2 separate regions of the Mus musculus genome follow, and region 1 is linked to region 2. The links are chromatin contacts, called in public Hi-C maps. All regions are on one chromosome and are shown on one strand. The core of a region is the stretch at or near the end of the contact, and the rest is flanking DNA. Distances in the headings are between cores, read along the strand shown. Region 1 overlaps A930035F09Rik (a long non-coding RNA gene). Region 2 has its middle 9.0 kb from the start of Gm32590.

Region 1 (4,063 bases), core at 1,209-3,708, 520 kb before region 2:
TGTTAGGTTTTAATGTTATCCTTACTTAATGTGATTAAGAGTGAGTGGGGGGGGGTGCCTCGGCCATGTTCTAAATAATTCATGTTTGCAAGAAAGTTTCACCCAAAGACATGAGCAAAACATGGCACTAATCCTCAAAGGCCCTGCTTCCCAGTGTGAAAAGCAGACAGATAAATAGCCTTCCAGTCTCTGCCTAAGTGTGAAGGGCTAATTGCTAATCATCTCACATTGGAGGAAAAAACCTTCGGTTGAAATGGAAGCAGCAAAAAGGAAAACTGATCCCCAGGGAAAAGCGAATTTAGGAAGAAAAGAGAACTACAAAAACCTTCCAAGCTCCAGCTGCAACATACAAAGTCCAGAGAAGACCCTGTGTCTCACGAAGCTGCTGAGTGTGTAACAGTGTAACAGTGTAATGGTATAACAGTGTAACAGTGTAACCAAGCCCTGAGAGTTGGAGACCTGCAGACTAAACTCAGATCACTTCCACTGATAGCATTTTTCCAAGCCTCAGCTTTGTTCTCAACTTCAGCTTCCAGTTTTGTGAAAAGCTTGAGTTCTCCCATGATAGAAACCATACTCTGCATCTGCCAATGCTCAAACCTAAATCAGCACTCAGTGCTCATCTTTTAAGAACATGCCCAATTTTTCCTTGCTGGAAAGTTCTGTGTGGATGTGCACATGTGGACAAGTATTCACTTCTGTTTTACATACTGTCATCTCCTTAGCTATTCATGTGTAGTGGAGATAGGATCAACTGATTTGAGCACATAAAAACTGTAAAATTCATTTAATTTACCAATGAGAAACCTAAGTCCAGAGATACTTCCAAGGTGACTTGGAAAGTCCAAATTTGCATGCCTTTAAACCTATAGACACTAAAGTCTATCTCTCAAAAGGCCATTGAAAGACAGAGAACACCATGTAGGAAAGGATCTCCAGATGAGACTTTTAAAAAGTTATTTTTTAAAATGGGTATTAGTATTTGGCTCCCTTCTGTGTCTGTGATTACCATATGTGCGCCTGTGGAGATGAAAAAGGTCTCCCCGAACTGGAGTTACAGATGGTTTTGAGCTGCCATGTGGGTGCTGGAAACTAAACCTAGATCCCCTGGAAGAGAAAGCAGTGCTTTTAACCATTGAGCCATCTCTCTAGCCTTCCAGATTAGCCTTTGCTGAGGGTGAATGAGGATTGGCACAGCAGAGCTTCTTGCTTCTGACTTAGAGTAGAAGGAATTGTGTCAAGTGTCAACAAACCACTTGAGGCATAAGTGCTTAAGATCTGACTGGTAACAGAGGATAGATGAAAAACACCCCTGTGCATGAACAACAAGACTGTAGTGTTCATAAGAAGGACCACAAATGACAAAGAAAAGGTTAGCACTGACTCCTTGGGGTCATGGTAGCATACTCTAGAGCTTCAGGGAATTCTATCTGTGCCATTAAGTAGAATGGGCTGTGTTACAAAATGAACAGTGGTAAACTGAACAGTGCCTTTGAAATCATGTCAGAATAATTGAGCAACATTCTTTCCAGGAATATTTTTCTGCCTGAAGTAGATAAATAACAAAAAATAGAGAAAACCCAAAAACAAAACTCATCAACAAGAAGCCAGAAAAGTATTGTATCTTGCTTAATTAAGTGGCTATAGAATGGATATAGTGGGTTATGATTTTATTATTTATTTTGCCTACATATGTTTGACCTTTCTGTTCGACCTCTCATGATGATGATGTGTGTGTGTGTATGTGTGTGTGTGTGTGTGTGTGTGTGTGTGTGTGTGTGTGTGTATACGTTCACACATATAGCTGGTCTTTTCCTGGCCTCTGCTGATATTCTGCCTCTGCCTATTTAATTATACTGATACATCTTTTCTCTTTCCACACTGTGCCCTGCACTTTGATCCTATAATCCCACTTGAGGTGGCTTTCCTAAACACCTCAGATTGCTAATTGAGTCCAGCCTTGAGTCCTGGGCATTACCATCAGTCACACTCTGGTCCCTTGAATCCATTGTAATAACTGACTGAACTTCAGCTCCATATTTTCATCTCAGAGGCCCACATACAGTTCAAATCCCAGGGTCTCTGCACACCCATTGCCTCTGCTTTTCCTCTTGAGCTCTTCATTTCATTCCATTTCCCCCAGAATTACATGGGAGTTAGGGACATGGAGGCTTCTGTAGATCTTCTGGTTCTCTTGTCCTCCCCTCTCCTCCATTTTCACCACCCACCTAACATATTATCTAGTCAAAAAAAAAAAAAAGCAATTTGACTTGAGCTCTATCAGTGGTTGTTTCTTGCTATAGGGAACCACTCACACCCACCATAGGATAAATATATTCCTTAATAATCTGCATTCACATTCCTTCTGGAATTATACTGTGTTTCCCTCTTCTCTCAGGAGATCAGCATATGTACCTCCAGGCTTGCTCACATCCCACGCTCATCCTTCAGAGATTCCACACTATCTTCCCATAACTGCCAGCTGGGATCTGCCCCTCCCTGCTCTGCCTTTCTCTTTCCTTGATGTTCTGGTGACTGGCATGGTTTCGCTTCCTGTATGAGTCTGCAGATCCTTGAGCATTGAAGCCTTTTCTTATTCATCTTTGTCTCCTAGGGCCAACCAAGAGATTGTATATACGTTTGTTAAATGGCACAAAGAAATAATGGGAAAGGTTACCTGGGGGGCTTTTTCTTTCTGATCGGATCACTTTGATCATTGGAAGGATGGAAGGCCGGGAGGAGGGTGGTTTTATGACGAACATCTACTTAGTGCTGCTTATTTCTCGATGTGGTTTCTATGTTCTCTCCTTCAATCCTCACAGGGCATTTATAGGGTTACTATTATTACCCCACTTCCATATGAGCATAATGAAGTTCAGAGTCTGAGTGTCTGGCTCATCGGTAGAGTTCAGGTCCTGGAATTCAGTGAAAACTAGGACAGAGATTCAAATTAACTTGATATTACCCTCCAGCCATTGACGTAGTTAACAACTCAGCTTGAAGTGGCTTAGCTGTATGGATAAGCTATAGAAATATAATATTATTTCCTTATTCGAAATTCTCATGATCTCTGTCTGTGTGTGTATGCATGCGTTTGTGTGTGTGTGTGTGTGTGAGAGAGAGAGAGAGAGAGAGAGAGAGAGAGAGAGAGAGAGAGAGAGAGAAATCTCAATGCAGAAATAAGCATTGAGTGTCTTTCTTCCGGCACTGTCCATCTTAATTTTTGAGACTAGGACTCCCAATGGCCTGGTGTCCATCTAGTAGTCTAGGCTAGGTGGCTAGCAACCACTCAGGAGCCTGGCTGGGATTACAAGCATGCCCATTATGTTTTGCCTTTGTTGTCATCGAGTTTAACATGGGCTCTTGGAATCAAACTCAGGTCCTCATACTTGGAAGGCAAGTGTCTACTGACTAAGCTACCTCCTTTACCTGGCAGCATTGTTTTCAGAACTAATTAAATTTGATTCTCCAGGGTAGAGCTTTATGAGCCTTAAAACTGGGAATGCTACTCATTTCTTCTCTTTGCTCCCATTACTTCTACCCGAATGCTCAGAGAGCTGGACGTATATACACACACATTTCTGCCTGTACTTGCTCTTACCTACAATTCTTTGTCAAGAATTCATTTGCAATGTTAATGAGCATATGGGTCTGACATAATTACATATATGCTTTTCTTACACTTTCAGAATAATAACATTCTTGAAATGTACTCTTCTACCCACCCCTTTCTCTGGTCCTGGAAATGGAACCCAGTGCTCTCATATATGCAGAACAGCAACTTTACCACTGAGCCATCTCTAGTCCAGAATTTTAATTTGTCATGGACCATCACTGTAGACTCTAGTCTTTAGAGACTCAGAAATCTTGATCTAGAAAAATTTCTAATAAGAAACATTTACTTCAGTCAGTTAAGAGTAAAGAGAAGTGGTAGTCTTTATTGGGTCCTTTATCAGGTAAAATTTATATTGGTTTGTTGGTGATGACTGACAACCTAAGGAGTCACTAAGAGCAAACTTACTTGTCCTTCATCTAACCCAAATGCTCACTCCTCTGACTCTTC
Region 2 (3,833 bases), core at 428-2,927:
CTCCAGCCATCAAACTTAGCCAAAATAGTAGGTTTCTGGTTCAGAGATCCTGACTGAAAAGAAAAAGGCAGAGAAGACATTCAACATCCTCCTCTGGCTTCTGTATATGTATGCATGAGTCTGCATATCTGTACACTGAGCTGCATGCAAAACACACACACATACAAGCCAAAAACCAACCAAACACAAAGGACTGGCCAGCTAGGTGGCTAACTCTAGGGAAGAAACATATTTCTATATCTAGAGCCCTATTGCAAACATTACTATTTCCAACACATCACTTAACGAGATGACAAAAAAAAAAAAAGGCACAAAGTCAAATATCAAAACTGGAATTCTGGAGATCGTTCTGCCCTCTTTCCAGTTGTGAATAGCCTGGGCTTCACCTGAGCAGGTGTTGAGTGTGAGCTAAAGCACACCCCAGCAACCTTGGTCTGTCCTTCCTGACTCCAACCACACCATTCACGTTCCTTCCAGGAGCTTTTGTGAATATCACCAGAATAAGAACAACATCTGAGGTTGATTTCTAGCCTCCACACACATATGCAACACATGTATACCAGCACATCCAAATTACTGTGACATAGAGAAACACACATGTGCAGGTATCTTGGACTGGGAGACACCAGAGCTATAGCAGGCTATGGCTGCACAAGTATAAAGCTCTTGCAGGGTGGGGCTGTTGGAGCAGATAGAAAGCATCATGATTGCAAGGTCGAGTAGACCAGGGATAGGATAATGAAGAAGAAAGGAACACAAAGGTTACTCTGAGCACAATCATGCTATAGGCCTCTGTCCCATCAATTTGACACCTCTGACTTCTTGTCCATCAAGAAGTGACTGACAAGAGAAAATGTGGTGCATGTATACAATACTTTTATTTAGCCTCAAAGAATAAAATAATATTATTAAGAAAATGGATGGAACTGGATATAACGATAATATAAAAAATAAGGCAGACTTGGAAAGACAAGTATGACACGCCTTTCTTCCTATCAGAGGCTAGGTTTTTAAGAAAGTAGAAATGAAGTTATTTGGCAAGAGGAAGTGTTCAGTGGAAAGGGGAGGGGGAAATGAGGATGGTGGTGGGTATGATCAAAGTGCATAGCATACGCACATGAACGAGCCAAAATGAGACACATTATTTTATATAATGAACATATACTGATTGAAAAAAAATCAAAGGAAGCTATTTTGAGAAGAGAAAAAAAAGAGAGAAATAAAACCCCATTTGGCCGAGTGTAGTAGCACAGGCTTGTGATCCCTGCACTCATAAGAAATGGAGGAGGAAGAGGGAGAGGGGGAGGAGGCAGGGGAAGCGATGCATCTATCTTTAGAAGCATCCTTTCTTCCTTCACCTCTCTCAGTTTTGTTCGGTTTCCTCAGATGCTTAGGTATATTTTGAGAACAAGCATTAATTCTCTGAAACTCATATATTAATACACGATCCACAAACTATGTCTTTCTCTTCATCATTCTCTGCTCCTTACAGTTTTAATATGAAGTATCCCCCCACAGACTCATTTCATTGAAGGTTTGGTCCTCAGTACCCTGTTGAGACCTTCGGCTTTCAGGCTGTGGCTACATCATGAGGAAGCTAGTTTCAGCTTCCTCTTCATCTTCTGGTGCATTCATAGTTGAATGAACTCGTGAGAGGGGATAGAAGGCACAGGGGGTGGAGCAAGTTTCAGGAAGTAGGTCATTGGGGGTGTAACCTCGAAAGAATACATCGCTGTCTCTTCCCTACAACTTGGCTTGTGTGAGATTACCTTACCTCCTTCTCAGTACAAACCACCAGCATTATTCCAGCTCATGTGAGGTCAGGGCAAAACCCAGGTTGCTGAGTTTCCCTGTCCAAGTTTTGTAAAAGAGATAAACAGGGCTGATCATGACTCCACAGATGCAGAAGAGCTGGTAGGCTCAACTACGAGCCACTGTACCAAGATGACAGCTCTAATTGTCAAGTGAACTAATCATGGCCCTAGAAACTTCACACTGGGGCCTCAGTGAATGATGAATCCCAGTCCCCTCCATCCTCCACCAAGAAGTACAGTTCACAGGTGACACCCTTATGTGCAAGTCAAGTCTTCATTCAGAGGATTGGAAAGACAGCTAAACCAAAACAGAGACCAAGATAAAGGGGAGGGAAAAAAAAAAAAAAGAGTATCTGTGTGGGATTGTGAAGGTTGAGTGGTGAGCAGGAAGTGGAGTTCAAAAGAGGGACTAATGGCTCACAAAGGCAGCAAGAAGTGGGAAGGAGCAATTAATTGGATCAGTCTGTGAAGGTTCAAAACAGTCTTCTAGCGTGACGACGTAATATCCTGATTCCCAAGTCAGGATCCCCAAGTCCTCCATATGACTAATAATTAAAGCCAGCTCCTGGGAAATAAATTCTTTAATTTGTATATTCTAAGTGGGGACAGCAGATATCCCTTTGACCTTATTCAAAATTGTCTTTTGGAAGGTAAATGCCTAAGACTCTCAAAAAAACAAAAATATTTAGAAGTACACTGTAGAATAATAAGGAGGATCTCGAGGAGGTTGGGAAAAAAGGACAGGAATCAGCCTGTAGCCCCAGAGACTGAGCATCATCCCCACAGCCCACCCTTCACTTCTGAAAACCCAGGTGCTCACCAGTGTACACCCCAGGGATTCCTGCTAAGGAAACTGCCAGATCTTCTATTTGCTTTCTGTATTTTGCTAATGAACTTTCCATCTGAAGGCCCACGGGTACAGATACCCATTCCACCAGAAAGCTTAGCAGAAGTAGAGTAGCCAGGAGCACGGCAGCAAGCAGAGGTGACAAGCATAGCATCCTTCAGGATCTCAGAGCAGAAAAAGACTGTTCGGCAGTTGTCCCCATCCACCAAGACCTGGACACAAATCCCAGGCCACATAAGGAACCATGATCCTGTGTCTGTCAAAACGGTCACCATGACAACCATGTAAAATATTGAAGGTGATTTTTTTTAGATTAAATTTTTAAGATGATTTCTTTTTTTTGAGATTATAATATAATTACGTAATTTCTCACTTCCCTTTCCTCCCACCAAACCCTACATACCTCTTCTTGCTCTTTGCCAAATTCATGGACTCTCTTTTTCATCAATTGTTGTTACATATGTATATACACATAAATACATAAGTGTATCCTTTTCAGACTATTTGCTACTTGTATGTAAGTTTTCAGGACTGACCGTTTGGTGTTAGATGCTCTAATGGGGAAGACTATTTCTCCTCTTCTCACTTAGTTGCTTGCAGTTCTCTGCGTAGACAGAGATCATTAGAGAGAACTGTAACCAATCAAGATGCAGAGTTGTAGATCCAAGCTGCAAGTGATACATCCACAAAACAACTCCCATGCCTAAGGCTCAGGGATTATTCTAGAAGAATATGCAAAAAGACTGTAAGACCCAGAGGGGCAGAGAGTTTGCTGAGAGATTGTGTCTCCTAGAAGACTGCCTAAGCATGAGCTGAACAGAGATAACAACATGCATCCAAACATGAACAGTGGAATGCTCAGGAGTCTTTAATCTGCACAAAGAAGCCCATGCAGTTCTTGAACTAGGTGATAGACTTGCCCCATTTGAGAGGCATATGTTATTTAAGAGTTTTAAAAGTTGACTTAGTTGGTAACATAATGAGTTTTATAGAAGATTTTCATGGGTACATCATTAAATGTTCCCCATTTTTAAGCCCTCACTGCCCTGCTCCTCTAAATCATTCAGGTTCTGTAACTAATAATAAAATGAACTAGAAAAGACAGTGCCATGTTGGCATTGGCAGTTGAGACATTAAAGGGACAGCTTGTAGTGGGGAGTGAATCTAACTTT

The links. A called contact is a pair of places that touch in the nucleus more often than the background predicts.
Region 1: a contact with region 2 is called in a Hi-C map of bone marrow-derived macrophages, with 23 read pairs. The contact joins two enhancer-like sites. A contact is called at or near these places in 2 of 484 Hi-C or Micro-C datasets (bone marrow-derived macrophages and nephron progenitors) and 1 of 115 datasets of contacts at active chromatin or transcription factors (regulatory T cells).

Annotation. Positions count from the first base shown.
Region 1 is chr8:128,334,601-128,338,663 of GRCm38.p6, reverse strand. The region is part of intron 1 of A930035F09Rik (a long non-coding RNA gene); the gene reads left to right. Among named protein-coding and RNA genes, the nearest start is that of A930035F09Rik, 22 kb to the left of the region's middle. Within about 2 kb of position 2,458, at least 14 of the 459 cell types and tissues checked have an H3K27ac peak or open chromatin away from gene starts, as enhancers often do. A contact at or near this core is called in bone marrow-derived macrophages, where this site is marked.
Region 2 is chr8:127,812,810-127,816,642 of GRCm38.p6, reverse strand. No RefSeq gene overlaps it. Among named protein-coding and RNA genes, the nearest start is that of Gm32590, 9.0 kb to the right of the region's middle. Within about 2 kb of position 1,677, at least 47 of the 459 cell types and tissues checked have an H3K27ac peak or open chromatin away from gene starts, as enhancers often do. A contact at or near this core is called in bone marrow-derived macrophages, where this site is marked.